2 separate regions of the Sus scrofa genome follow, and region 1 is linked to region 2. The links are chromatin contacts, called in public Hi-C maps. All regions are on one chromosome and are shown on one strand. Each heading gives the region's core, a stretch centred on a gene start, on an enhancer-like site or on the middle of the called end of the contact. The rest is flanking DNA. Distances are from core to core; before and after follow the strand shown.

What was found. A called contact is a pair of places that touch in the nucleus more often than the background predicts.
Region 1: a Hi-C map of heart right ventricle shows a contact between it and region 2, with 2.5 times the contacts expected there. The contact joins the promoter of EPB41 here to the enhancer-like site in region 2. A contact is called at or near these places in 4 of 47 Hi-C or Micro-C datasets (heart right ventricle, omental adipose tissue, retroperitoneal adipose tissue and 1 more).

What each region holds. Positions count from the first base shown.
Region 1 is chr6:85,840,994-85,847,885 of Sscrofa11.1, forward strand. It overlaps EPB41 (protein 4.1), which reads left to right and starts at 1,545. Exons shown (of 17, transcript XM_021095721.1): 1 at 1,545-1,709. LOC106510640 (a long non-coding RNA gene) reads right to left here and starts at 862. Exons shown (of 3, transcript XR_001309282.2): 1 at 1-862.
Region 2 is chr6:85,322,699-85,329,491 of Sscrofa11.1, forward strand. SESN2 (sestrin-2) reads left to right here. Exons shown (of 12, transcript XM_021095666.1): 2 at 1,757-1,836; 3 at 1,948-5,015. The coding sequence starts at 4,953. Among named protein-coding and RNA genes, the nearest start is that of SESN2, 4.1 kb to the left of the region's middle. Within about 2 kb of position 4,528, at least 69 of the 83 cell types and tissues checked have an H3K27ac peak or open chromatin away from gene starts, as enhancers often do. A contact at or near this core is called in omental adipose tissue, retroperitoneal adipose tissue and subcutaneous adipose tissue, where this site is marked.

The sequences.
Region 1 (6,892 bases), core at 295-2,794, 520 kb after region 2:
CCATCAAAGGAATTAAAGTTTCTCTGGGGCATTAGAGTCTGCCCATCTTTGTTGGAATGCCACCCCCAGATCTAGGGACCGAGTCAGCTCCTCCTCTGCTAGATTGTGAGCCTCTTGAAGGCAGAGATCAGGGCCCTGAAACTGTCAACAAGACTCAGAGGAGGCTTCAGTGAATTTGGGGGGCAAAACATGAATTTATGACCTTGATATAACATTAACATCAATAATCATAATAAATGCTAACACTTTTTGGATGCTCACCCTGAGACTGGCACTGTTCTTAGTATTTTACCTGGATTATTTCATTTAATGACAGGCAGCTTGTAAGTGCCAATGCTGGGGACTGAGACCCAGGCAGTCTGATTTCAGAGCCCATCTAATTGGAAGACCACTGAAGTCATAGGAAGTCATTTGTCCTTAGTAGGCTTCAGTTTGCCCCATCTGTCCCCAAAGGGATTAGCTCTCCATGGCTCTCCAACCTGAAAAATTCTATGATTCTATGATTCTGTGATTCCTCAAAGTGGAAAGGGGATTAGGTATGTTCTCTGTGGGTAGAACTCTTAAAGGGCAGATTTGGCCATAAACTTTGAATGAGCTTTTGAAGTTTCAGGACGTTTTTAAAATGAAGGAGGCCTGCCTGGAAGATGGTGAGCTTCCTGTCATTGGAGGTATGTGAGCACAGGTCTGGAATAAGGTAGAGAGGGGAGGGGACATGGACCAGTAACCACACAAGCCCCTTTTAGCACTGATCAGATGGGATCAGGAGGGGGAAAATCTTTGAGAAGAGTGGCAAGGAGTTGCCCTCATGGCTCAGGGGTAAAGAATCTGCCTAGTAACCATGAGGATGCAGGTTCTGTCCCTGAACTCCTTCAGTGGGTTAAAGATCCACTGAGCTGAGCTGTAGCATAGGTCCCAGACGCAGCTGAGATCTGGCATTGCTGTTGGTAGGCCAGGAGCTACAGCTCCGACTGGACCCCTAGCTGGGAACCTCCATACGCTGCGTGTGAGGCCCTGAAAAAAAAAAAAAAAAAAAAAAAAAGAGTGGCAAGATGGGAATAAGGGGAATGAAAGCCCACATTTACTGAATGCCACCCACTGTGTGCCAGACCTGTGTTTGGCATTTAACATATACTGCTAATTCTCAGGAAGACATTCTAAGATTCATAGTTGAGGAAAGATTCAGAGACGTGACTCACTCAAGGTCACACAGGTGGGACAGGTCATCCAGGTGTCCTCGCCAGGGTTGCTTCCCTAGGTCCCCTATGACCAAATCCCTGTCTCCCTTCCAGCCCTTAGGGGTAGCACCACGTGGAAAATTGCATCATACTTTAGGCGTATGACGTCAGAATCCACACCAGCCAATCTAGGAACTCCCTCCCCAACCCTCCCCAGACCCAACGGGTGAGCCCTCGACCGCCCACAGCTGGCCGTACCATCAGGCCGCACCTGCAGGCCCCGCCCCTTCCCGGTTGCGACATTCACTCTGTCCTGCCCCGTTCGCCCCGCCGCCCCACCGAATGGCAGTTGTCTGCGCCTATCAGAAGGCGCCCCGGGTCGGGGGCGGGGCTTCAAGCCAGAGTTGCCCTGTCAGTGCAGGTGGAGGCCCCCGGCGGGGCAAAGTGGCAGGAACCTCTTAAAGGGCGAGAGCGGCGGAGGGCGAGAACGCGGTCCGGCCCGGCCCGGCCAGGTCTCCGCCCGGTCCGGCCCAGGTGAGCCTGGACCGCCTGGGGGGCGACCCCGGGCCCCCGGGAGGGACGGGGTGACAAACAGATGGACCTGTGCCCAAGGGCCCAGGCCGTCCCACGGGAGGGGACATATCTGGTTCTAAGGGTCGGGGTCGGGGGCTCTAGGAGTCCCGAGTTCCAAGTTCCGAACTGGAGGTCCATAGGGGCCTGGGCGTCTCGAAGTTCAGGGTGCAGGGAGGGCAGGGGCGACAGGAAGGGGGTCCTAGAGCTCGCGTCCGAAGCTGGACGCTTGGCGTTGGCGGTCCCAGCGGGTCCCGGGTCTGTCTGCGGCGGGGGTCCTGGGTTGGGTGCCAGCCGGCGGGTCTCTGCGGAGTGCTGCAGCACAAGCGCTCCCCCCACAACCCCGCCCTGTCAGGCCCCGCGTGCTCCTGCCGGGCAGGCTGCAGCGCCCGCGGAGCAGGCGGGCGGGCTGGCGGCGCACAGCGGGAAGGGGCACCCGGCTCCGGGGCCCCTGGATTGCTCTGGCTCTTACGTAACTGACTTTGAGTTTCCGGACTCAGGGACCCGAGAGCTGGGGCGCCGGCTCTGCCCGCCAGGGTGGCTCTCCGGTCGCCGCCCCGGCCGCACATGCTCTCTTCCAGGCGTGGTCTAGGGGACTTCTCTCTCTGCGTCTCTGATCTGCCGGACTCTGTCGGGCTCTGGTTCCGGCTTCTGATTCTCATCCCCCGGGTCCTTGTGACTCATCTCCTCTCTGCATGACCCAGTCTTTCCCTGCCCCTGTCCTCTGGCTTTCTCGAAGAGTTTTCTGCCCTCACCTACACTTTCCAGCACACCCCACCTCTCTGGGGTAGCATAGGACTTCTCCAGCAAACTGGAGGCGGGAATTTGTCCAGACCGACCTCAGCCCAGCCCCGGAAGGACTGGGGGTGGGGGGGACTATCACGAAGGGTTGGAGGAGGTTACTCCCAGTGCGCAGCTTCTCCTGGTTGAATGTGACCCCTCAAGTTCCCGGATTAGGGAGGAAGGCAGCCCCTTCTCTGCTTCTGGAGCCCTTTTCTCCAGGAGGAGGCTTGGGGAGAGCCTTACCTAGGCTGGGACTTGGGAGTCCCTGTCTGGTGTCAGGGGCAGGGCAGCGGCTCAGATACTGAAGGGAAGAGAGGGGGGCCAGGAGAGAGGCCATAGCTCTGGCGCAGAGTCCCTGAAGTTGTGGCATGTCCCCAACCTTCATCCCAGTTACAGGCCTGGGGACCAGTCTTGACTGGAGGCTGGAGATGGGGAGGGTATCAACAGGAGGAGACCAGAGGACTTTTGCATGGGGGGAGGGGGAGGCTGGAGATAGACTCTCAGGTCTAAGGAGCACATACTGGAGTCACTTCCTGCCTTTCGGGCCCTTCGGAGTGTCAGAGAGACAGACACCCCTGAAATAACTCCTGTACCCTTCTGCTGTCAGGTGCATGTAAACAAAATGTTGTAGCAGCCAGGAGGTGGGAACTGTTAATTCTGACTAGGACTGTGGGAGGAGGGACTTTGCAGAGGGGCTGGAAGGTTTGGGAAGAAGGGGATCCAGAAGCTGTAGGGAGCAGAGAGGAGGAATAGAGGGGACCTCTGGTACTCTGTAGGCTTGGCATGCAGCAGAACTGGGTTTGAATCCTGGCCCTGCTACTTCCTTGCTGTGTGAGCTTGCATGAGTCACTTCACCTCTCTGAGCTCCAGGTGCCTCCTTGGTCAATAATCCAGGCATTAGCAGAATCAGATGAGGCAATGAGTGTGTGGTGTTCTAGGGTGGGGGTGTTTTCAGAAAGAAATGGAGTGGGGAAGCCCTGAGGTTTCCTCTGTGTATATAGGAGAGTCAGGCAGGGCCTGCCAGGTCCTAGCAGTGGGATGTGGGTGGAGTGCCTGGGTGTGTGGTGGCACCTGTCTGTCTCTCGATCAGCCCATCTCTGAACTGCCTAGGCCAGGCTGGCCTCCCTTCTGAAGGCCCCAGGTGCCAATAGAAGCTCCCAGGCTGCCCCACTCCCTAGGCCAATGGGGGTGGGGCCTCTGGCAGGGCAAGGCCAGCACCCCCTCTGCAGAGTGGACCCTGGCTGGGAGCCCGGCTGGCTGTGCTGAGCAGAAACATCCCAGCCTGGCTGGGAAGATGCTGACGCTGTACAGGCCTCTGGAGGCCTAGAGCTCTGCTGGCTGGAGTTGGGTGCAGCTGGTAGGATCTGAGACAGAGGCTGGCAGGGGTGAGAGCAAAGAAGGGAGATGCAAGGAGAGATCCCCTGGAGGGGGAGCCTGAATAGAGCTGCGGAACCAGAGGGATTACATGGGGGTTATTCCCTAAGCATTTCCTGAGCACCTACTGTGTGCTATACACAGGTTCGCTAGGCAAAGAGCTGAATGGGATACCCACAAAGCGTTCATCATATAGGTCATGGTGGCCTGAGATTTGTTGGGGGACTTTATAATAGTCCCCTGGGGGATGGGGGATACAGAATCTCCCAAGCTTAAGATTATGATGTTTATTAAAAGGGGCAGGGAGTTCCCGTCCTGCCTCAGTGGTTAACGAATCTGACTAGGAACCATGAGGTTGCAGGTTCGATCCCTGGTCTTGCTCAGTGGGCTAAGGATCCGGCGTTGCTGTGAGCTGTGGTGTAGGTTGCAGATTTGGCTTGGATCCTGTATTGCTGTGGCTCTGGTGTAGGTACTGTAGCTCCGATTAGACCCCTAGCCTGGGAACCTCCATGTGCCGCGGGTGCGGCCCTAGAAATGGCAAAAAGACACACACACACACACACACACACACACACACACACACACACACAAATAAATAAATAAAAGGGGCGGGATTCTACTCCCTGATAGCCTGCGGGAAGTCCCTTTTTTCCTGGATCTCAGTTTCTCTTTATATGAAATGGGAGGGCTGGGTGAATCTGGAGTCTCTAAGGATCTTCTAGTACCGTTACTACAGCCTCCAGGACCTGGTTGGGGCTACTCTCACCCCATGTGAGAAGAGGAGAGAAAATGGGGTGATGGGCCCCCCAGTCCTGTGCTCTCTAATCAGAATTAGAGCTGCAGCCTCTTGAGCACTTCTTGTGCATGGCACTCTGTGCCAAGCCCTTAGTATGCAGCATTAACTAATGTAATCTTTACATCCTTGTGAGGGAAGAGCTGTTATCCTTATTTCACAGAAGTGCAGGCAGTAGCTGGGCTGGGATTCTAACTCAGGTCTCTCTGACTCCAAAGCCCAGATTCAACTCAAAGGGGAGCCTCCACACTGCTTAGCCCTTTCTTGCAGAAACTGCCTGACCCCTACTGGGTGAGCTCAAAGTTCTGGGATGGTCGGGCTGGGCCCAGTGAGGGGGCAAAGGCGCAGAGGGAGCACCTTGTGGGTCAGGGCCCCCCAGGGAGTTTCTCCAGAGGGCCAGCTCTGCCTGACCACACTCAGGTGCAAGAGCTGGGCACTGAAAGGCAGCCTTGGGTATGTGGCCAGTTTGGACCTGTTTTTCTATCTGTAAAGCAGGAGTTTAGTGTAGTTGAGTGCAGACATTCCTTGGCCCGCTGGTGAGTGGCTGAGGTCGGCGATGGGGTAAAGGGTTAGAGAAGGGGTCAGGTAGCAGTGGCTCAGCCTGTGGAGGGAGAGTCTGGGTCAGGAAGAGCTTGGATCCTGGGCTGGCTGTTTGACTATTTTGGATGAAGGAACTGAGGTTGGAGAGGTTCAAAGGCTTCTCTGGGGCTGGGCAGCTGGTATTGCAGAGACGGGAGGGAAAGTGGAAAGAAAGACCTGGAGAACAAAATCCAGGCAGACGCCAGTTGGAATCCTGGCTTGACCACCTAACTAGGCTTGGAGATGTGACGGGGGCAGCCAAGAACACAGAGAGGAGTCCCTGCACCTCTGTGTCCTCATCTATAAATGGGAATGGTGATAATTTTGCCTTTGTTTACTTCCTGGGTTATTGCGAAGGTCAGAAGAGATGAGACATTTGTAGAATCCGGTGAGATTGTGGGTGCTGGTTATTTTTCGGTCCAAAGCTGCAGTTCTGGATGTGTGTTTGTGGGGAGGGAGCCTTCTGACAGCTCCTCTGCTGAGATGCTTTTCCCTGGTGATGTGCTGGAGAAAAGCCCTAAGAATATACCACTATTTATTAATTAGTGACCACACACCAGGCATTGAGCTCAGAGTGTCACCTCATATTGTCTCCTATAACCTCTACCTTATCAGGTGGGTGCTGGGTCCCTCTGAAACCCATGCCTGCAGCACCTTGTGATAAGAGTAGCTAATACAGTGAACAGTTTCCTGTCACTGTGTGCCAGGCATTGTTTTGTGGCATAGCAGGTTAAGAATCTGGCATTGTCACCACAGCAGCTCTGGTCTGCTGTGGTGTGTGTTCGATCCCTGGCCTAGGAACTTCCACATTCCATGGGCATGGCCACCCCCTCACCCGGCCGGCCCAAACCCCTGCATGTCTATACAGGTTAATATATGTAAATATATTTTTACATATATTAACTCAATCTTCACAGCAGCCCTGGAGGTGGGTACTAATACTTTCCCCATTTTACAGATGAATTAATAGGCACAGAGAAGTTAAAAAATAGGCCTAGTGTCAGGAAGCTAGTAAGTGGTAGAGCCAAGCTAGGAACCCAGGTTCTTTTTTTTTTTTGGTCTTTTCAGCTATTTATTGGGCCGCTCCCGCGGCATATGGAGGTTCCCAGGCTAGGGGTTGAATCGGAGCTGTAGCCACTGGCCTACACTAGAGCCACAGCAACGCGGGATCCGAGCCGCGTCTGCAACCTACACCACAGCTCACGGCAATGCTGGATCCTTAACCACTGAGCAAGGGCAGGGACCGAACCCGCAACCTCATGGTTCCTAGTCGGATTCGTTAACCACTGCACCATGACGGGAACTCCTATTTATTTTTTAAACAAGTGGCTGCACCTGTGGCATATGGACGTTCCTGAGCCGGGGGTTGGGCCACAGCCGCTGTAGGAGCAACGCTAGTAGTTATGCTGCGAGCCACAGGAGAAGTCCTCAGTTACTATTTTTAGATTGCCTCCTCACTGACTGTAGCCTCCATGAGGGCAGGGACCAACACCTGGCTGACATACAGTAGGTGCTCAGCTGTTTGTCCATAGGGATCCTGCTGCCTCTAGTGGGCTGGGCCCTAGGGGGCCTGATGAGCTCAGGGTAGATTATCTGATTATCAGATTGCTGACTAAGA
Region 2 (6,793 bases), core at 3,278-5,777:
AAGACTTTTGAGGACAGGAAGAAGTGGATCAGGATGGTGGCAAGGCCCTGGGGCATTGCTTCAGTGACAGGCCTCAGGGTGATTGAGAATGGAATATATGGAGCCTCTAGGCGTGGAGGAGAAGGAGGAAGAGGGAAATCAGGACATCGGAGCCAATTCAGCAAAGAATTCTTCCTGGAAATGTGAGGCTCCTGGGGCCGTGTGTTGTGGTGCAAGTGGCCCTCGACTGGGGACCTGGACCCCAAGGTTCCAGGTATTGCCCTGTGACCAGCTTCCTGAGGGACCTTGAGCAAATGCCTTCTCTCTGGACCCCAGGCTTCCGTCTGTACGGTGAGAGAGTAAGCCGAAACAACGGGAAGTGCATTCTGGCTGGGGGGGCGGGGGAGTGTCCTTTGGGAATCTGGTTCCTGCTGGCATCAGGGAAACTCCTCAACAACCACACAATCTTTACTTAGCTGTTGCCTGGCCTCTTTTCAAGAACGGACAATCCTGTGAACCACCTTTTCCCCTCCCCGTCTGTTCTGAGCTATAGCAGAGTCGTGCCTGCAGGGGGCGCTGAGGGTTCATAGCTGACAAAACCTAACTGGAATTCTTAGCCAATTATCCGAAAGCACCCAGCTCATGGGTTTTGGTATATTGTTTATTAAGAGCGTTGAGCTTTTTTTTTGAAACCTGAAGATTTCTGTCCTCAGGATACAATCGACGAACCTGAATTATGAGTATTGCCCAACATCCGTTCTCTCCACAGTGGTCCTGGAGGGTTAGCATTAATTTCAATTCGTTTTCCAGGTAAGGAAACAGATTCTAAGAGCCGAAAAAATTATTTTGGGGTCACATTGCTAAAAACTGGTTGCCTGACTCCTGGGCAGTGCTTTTAGGAGATAGTTGGCTCTGTTTTCAAGAGTCTGTGGTTGTTCTGCCTCCTAATACACAACCCGTGGGGACAATTTCAATGTTGGTTGTATAATTTGACAGCTCAGGACTCGTCAGCCAGAAGGACCTCCTCAGCACCTAGCCAAATGTCTGCTTAATGAGTAATTAAATGAATGATGTGTGAATGAGCCACAGAGGTTGATTCTGTGCCTTGCTTTTATCAAATAAATCAGCTGGAGTTGGGTTTCTTTCCTGAAATTCCCCCAAGGCAGAAATTATATTCTGAGATGGGAGAGGAGGGTGTGGCAAAACAATAAGAGCTCAGAAAATTACATCTGGGCTGAGAAATCGTAGCCCCAGGTCTGGTCAGGGTATAAGATCATTCTATTATAGCAGAGTGACCCCAGAATTTGGGATTAGAAAATTAATTCAGGAAGACTGAATACAGAACACATGATAATCCCATGAGGGTTAAAATCTGTGAGAGGGTCTGAAGCTGAAGAAACCTCAACATCTCAAATCCAATCTAGTGGTAACTTCAGGACTGGAATGTGATTGAGGAATTAAAAAAAGCTTTGGCCAATCAGTGGCCTCAGCATAGCTGATGCAACAGTGGAGAGTATGGCAACAGGAGGTGGATCTTGCCTGAGCCAAAAATACAAGGTGTGGGGGAGGGGAGGAACAAGCCCAGGCCATGTCCCCTAGCCATGTTCTCCTGGGCTGGAAGCTTCACCGCTGGATTTCCAGAGCCCAGGACAGTGCCTGGAACACACCAGATGGTCAATAAATGTTTACTGAATGAAAGAAAGAGGAAAGAAGCTGGAGCCCCAGCCAGCAGGTTTGCTTTGTGGGGAGCTGGTTGAAGTGATTCATCTTCTCACAGGTTCCTTTTGCTCAGATTCCAACTGCCTAGCCACCTTCAGATGATAATTTGGCTTTTCATGGAGGCTGTTTTAGAAAGAGGTATGTACTGGCCCAGTTATAGGCCCAATTATGTTTCTCACTCCCAATTAATATATTAGAGTTCTGCTTTACACATCTGTTTCTTGTGTCTCATGCTTCATACATATCCAGGTCCTTCTCTCATCAGTGGTGGAGTGGAGTTTCTGCTTTGGAGCCATTCCTGTCTGGTTTTGAATCCTTACTCAACACATTACTGATGTTGGCCAGCATATCTCTTAAGCCTCAGCATCCTCATCTGTCAAAGAGGGGCCTAGTGCCTACTTCATGAGGTTGTGGTGAGTTACCTGGGATAACAGGTGTATCCTGGACTTTTGTTGGAGCTTGGTAAAAAGCAGTATCTGTGCCCCTTCCCAGCTTTCCTTCCAAGGAGATTGGGTCACAAAATTTCATCCAATTGAGAATATCATTATCTCTTGCTTTTCACAAATTCACTAATGAAGTGAGGCCTTAGGAATGACTTAGTTGCTTCCTTGAAGACTCTAAAGGGTCATTTCACAGAGGAGAGCAACTCATATTCATTCATTCGAAAGTATTTCCTGAGGACTCACTACATATTAGTGGGGGAGAGAGAAACTGTAAGGCACATTTCCTGCCCTAAAGAGGCTCTCACACAGTCTGGTGCAGTCAAAAGAAGACACTGTATGACTTTGACATGAAATTTTATTTTCCTGAGCTCAAATTTCCTCATTTTGCAAAAGTGGTCAGTAACCTATTCCATTGTTAGTTGGAGAGAAGGAGTAAGACATGCAGACGTGATAACAAGGCTGCATCAAATCTGAAGACCAGAGGTACACAAAGGTAACAACAATGTGTTGAGGTATTGAAGACTGGAAGAGATGCCTTCACTCTGGTCACAATTTACCAATAAAGTTAATGAATGGTGGGTTGGATTTCAGCGGGCAGAGATTTGCAGAGCGAAAGGCTTGAAGACCAAACAAGGATCGTGGAGGTGGCAGGAATAAGGCTGGAAATGTAAACTGAGGCGGATCTTGGCAGATACTGAATGTCAACCAAGGGGTTTAACCTTTATCTGTAGCTGATGAAATGCCAGTAAAGCTGATGTAAACATTGATATTACAAAGGATATTTTTAAAAATAAAAGCTGAATCTGACATAATTAGAGAAGGTGATTTAGAGGGGATTCAATTCAAAGGAAGATTTAGTTTTAACAAGGGCATGTTATTGGCAGGACATTGTGCTCACTGGCATAGGGCAGAAGACAAAGATGTCAAGGTGTGGACCTTGCCCTCAAGGAGCTTATAATCAAAAGGGTCAGATAAGACTTGCACATAGAAAAATACAATCCAAGGTAGACTTGTGATAAGTGTTGTAATAGAACCCCAGCCCAAGTGTCAGTAGAGAGTGAGATTAATTTACCTAACCCGGGAGGCTGGAGGCAGGAGACCAAGTCAGAGGGTCATCTTTGGAACCCTAAACCTAGACTGGGAAAACCCCAGGGGGGACATAGGAGGTCGTCCATTCCACCTTCACTCGGGATAGGTATTCTCTATCCTGAGTAAAAAATGACTTTAATATTGAAACAAAAAGTGGAGCTCTGAGGAAAAATTGTGAAGGAAAAGGTGGTGGGAAGGGGACAAGAGAAGATGAATTAATTAATTTTTGCTTTTTAGGGCCGTACCTGTGACATATGGAGGTTCCCAGGCTAGAGGTTGAATCTGAGCTGCAGCTGTGGGTCTACACCACAGCCACAGCAATGCGGGATCTGAGCTGCGTCTGCAACCTACACCACAGCTCACGGCAACATGGATCCTTAACCCCCAGTGAGTGGGGCAGGATCCAACCCTGTCGATCATTAGTCCTCAGAGATTCATTACTAATCAGGTTCATTACTGCTGAGCCACAACAGGAACTCCTGAAGGCAAATTTAGCTTTGAGGTGCTGAGGTACTGGTAGAAGAGACTCCCAAATGGAGAGTTGAAGGCCAGGAAATGGATGAGATCAGAGAGGGAGAGTGTGTCTGGAGAGAGAAGGGATGAAAACAGAAACTGGGGGAACACCCATGTTCCAGGAGGTAGGAAGAGAAAGAGGAGTCAGAGAAGGAGTGGCCAGAGAGAGGTGAGAAAAAAACCCAGCAGAATACCTTGTCACGAAGTTTTTAGAAGAGGGGTGGCAAGAATGGAAGACCGGGTGGGAAGGCCCCAAGGGAACAGAAGACGGAAACTGCCATAGGGATTGAGGTTCCCAAGGGCATTTCAGTGAATGAAGGCCTTTCCAAAGAGTCCACAAATAAGCTGGATTCCCTGTGTCTGGGACATTTTAAGGCGGAGCGCTCCCGGAGGCCAGAGGAACAGGACTGAGTGCTGTGATCTCCAAAGATCTGGCGTTCAGCTCTGTAATTAGCACTACCTCTCCTAACCCGAACCAGTCCCTCCAGGAACTGAAAAGCTGAAGAACGTAGTTGGGAGGGATTTCACACCCGGCTCTTCGGCCCAGCCCGGTGATGTCCCGTTTCATCACGCAGCTCTAATGACTCTCCGGGCTGTCACTCTCATCTGGTATTGCCAGCAATCTGACTAATCCCTCTTGCAAAAGTTTGCAGCATTCGTCCAGACTGACTACAGCTCCCAGAGTTCCCGGGCGCTTCCCGGTGCCGATTGGATGAGCCGTCAGCTCCCGAGGGAGGTGTCGCCCCCGCCTCCCCGGGAAACAGGCATCTGATTGGCTGCGGCGCGGGGCTTTTGTGTCCCCGCCCTTCCCCGGGGACCGCAGCGGGCAGAGCGGCGCTGCTGGTGTCGGAGCCGGGTGAGCGCTGGCAGTTCCGCGGCGGGGATGCTGAGGAGCGCTGGGTTTGCGAGCAGCCCTGGCCACTGCGGACTTCCGAGGTGATCCGCACGGTGAAAACCCCTACGCCGCGGCCCATCACAGGCTCCAGAGGTCATTTACCCCTCCAGAAGCCAGACGAGCGGGGAGTCCAGCGCAGAGGCGGCGGTTCCCGGATCCTGGGCTTTCGGAGCGTTCTGGAACCCCGAGAGACACCCCGGGGGCTCTAGAACCTCCCCAGCGGCCCCCAGTCCCGGCTTCCTGTGCTCGTCCGTCCGAAACCCCCTCGGGTGCACGGGCGGTCGGCGAGCCGCGGCTGGGTCCTGGCGCACACCATGATCGTTGCGGACTCCGAGTGCCGCGCGGAGCTTAAGGGCTACCTGCCCGGGGCTGGAGAGGTAAGCAGGGGCCAAATGACGCCACCCTTCCCTTGAACCGAAGCTGCGTCCGAGCTTTGGTCTGTCCTGAGCTGAGTCTGTGAACCCCTAGGCTCGAGGACGGAGAGTGGAGCCGGTAACCCGGAGTGGGGTTGCATCAACTGGCAGCCTCGGCCCTCTCCGCCTCCTCCCCCTCCCCCCCGGGCTGTAGAGCCCTCCGAGGCTCGCTCGGACTCCCGGCCAATGAGAGGGGAGCCTTCTCGACGTTATCTTGGATTTGGGCCCTCGTCGAGGGAGTCTTCAAGTCCAGGCAAATCCCGGCGCTGCGGCCCGACCACTCCTCCTCCCCGCCCCCTTTCGCAGATCCCCTCCTCCAGGCTGGGGCTGGCGGGCAGAGGAACTGTTTCTAGGTAGGATACGTGCCCGCTCCAATGCCCCCGCGCGGGGATTGGTGCACTTGAGGCTGGCCAACGAAGGTCGACCTCGTCCCCCTTCTCTACCTGCACCCCCGCCCCCACCTGCACTCTAGATTTGGAATGGGGGCGCGGGCGTTCTGGGGCCTTGGCTGGCTGCCGGGTGCGCCGCGGCCAAAGCTCGAGGGAGAGGGGGAAAACCCTGGCGGAGGCTCCCGAAGCCAAGCGCCGACTTGGCTGCCCCCTACTAAGTGGTCTGACGTCCCAGAAGTTTGTTTCGCGGGGACACTCTTTGCAGTGAGGCTGAGAATGAATACAGCTGGACCAAATCTGACACCCCTCCCCCATTACTACCACCACGGACAATGGACATCTTACTTTTTATGCACCTACTTGATGCCAGGCTCCGGTTTTGCCTTTTCTCTGAGTCCTCAGGACTAAACTAGCAAAATATGAGCTATGCTATAAGCCCTCCTTTACAGGATGAGAAAACTGAGGCCTAGGAGGGGCTATAGAGAGGCTTCCTTCACTAATCCCACAGAGTAGCTCATTCTTTGGCTTGCATGTCTCTCGGATTGCCAAGTGTGCTTGGCATAACACGGAGCTTTGCTTTAGTTTCCAGCCTAGAGCCTGGTGCAAGTGTCTTATTGGGGTTGAGAGTCAGACAAGTGCTAGTCCTAAACTGTGACCCTGGGAAAACCTCTGCCCTTCTCTGAGCAGCATGTTTTTGGGGGGTCCAGGGTTTTCTGTTAGCTTATTATCCTTCCTACCATGGTTTAGGAGCCTCAAGAGGAGAATGGTGCCTGCCACTTCTCAGCTGTATGACTTTGACCAAGTCACCTTACTGTCTGAGTCTGTTTCCTTCTTTGTGAAAAAATAGAGGTAATTTTATTTATTAAGAGCACCTGGGCACTAGAGCAGGTGCGCTCCCGGCTCGTGTCCCAGCCCTCCCACTTATTTGCTGTGTGACCTGACCAAGCAACCATTTCTCTGATCAGCAGCTTCCTCCCATGGGGATTCAGTCATCTCCCAGGGCTTGTTGGGAGAATTAACTGGGAGTATATGCAACGGCCGATGAACAGTACCTGGAGCATAGAAACCACGTCATGCATCACACATGCTAGCTGTTGTTAGAATGTGGCCACAGTACACATTTCCCTTCCCCAGAGTATTTCACATGGGGGTGTCTCAGCCCATCCTTCCTGCCTGAGGTGAGAGGTGGCCCATCCCTCTTTGGGACAGTGTCGGGGAAGTGATCAGGGGAGAAGAGAGCACCCAGATGCTGTGAGCAGGCTCTGAGGGCGTGGCCTTTAGGTGGAAGCCAGCTGTCAACAGCAGGAGGGAATGGGGGAAGCTGGCAATGTCTGAACTCTTTCTACATATTCT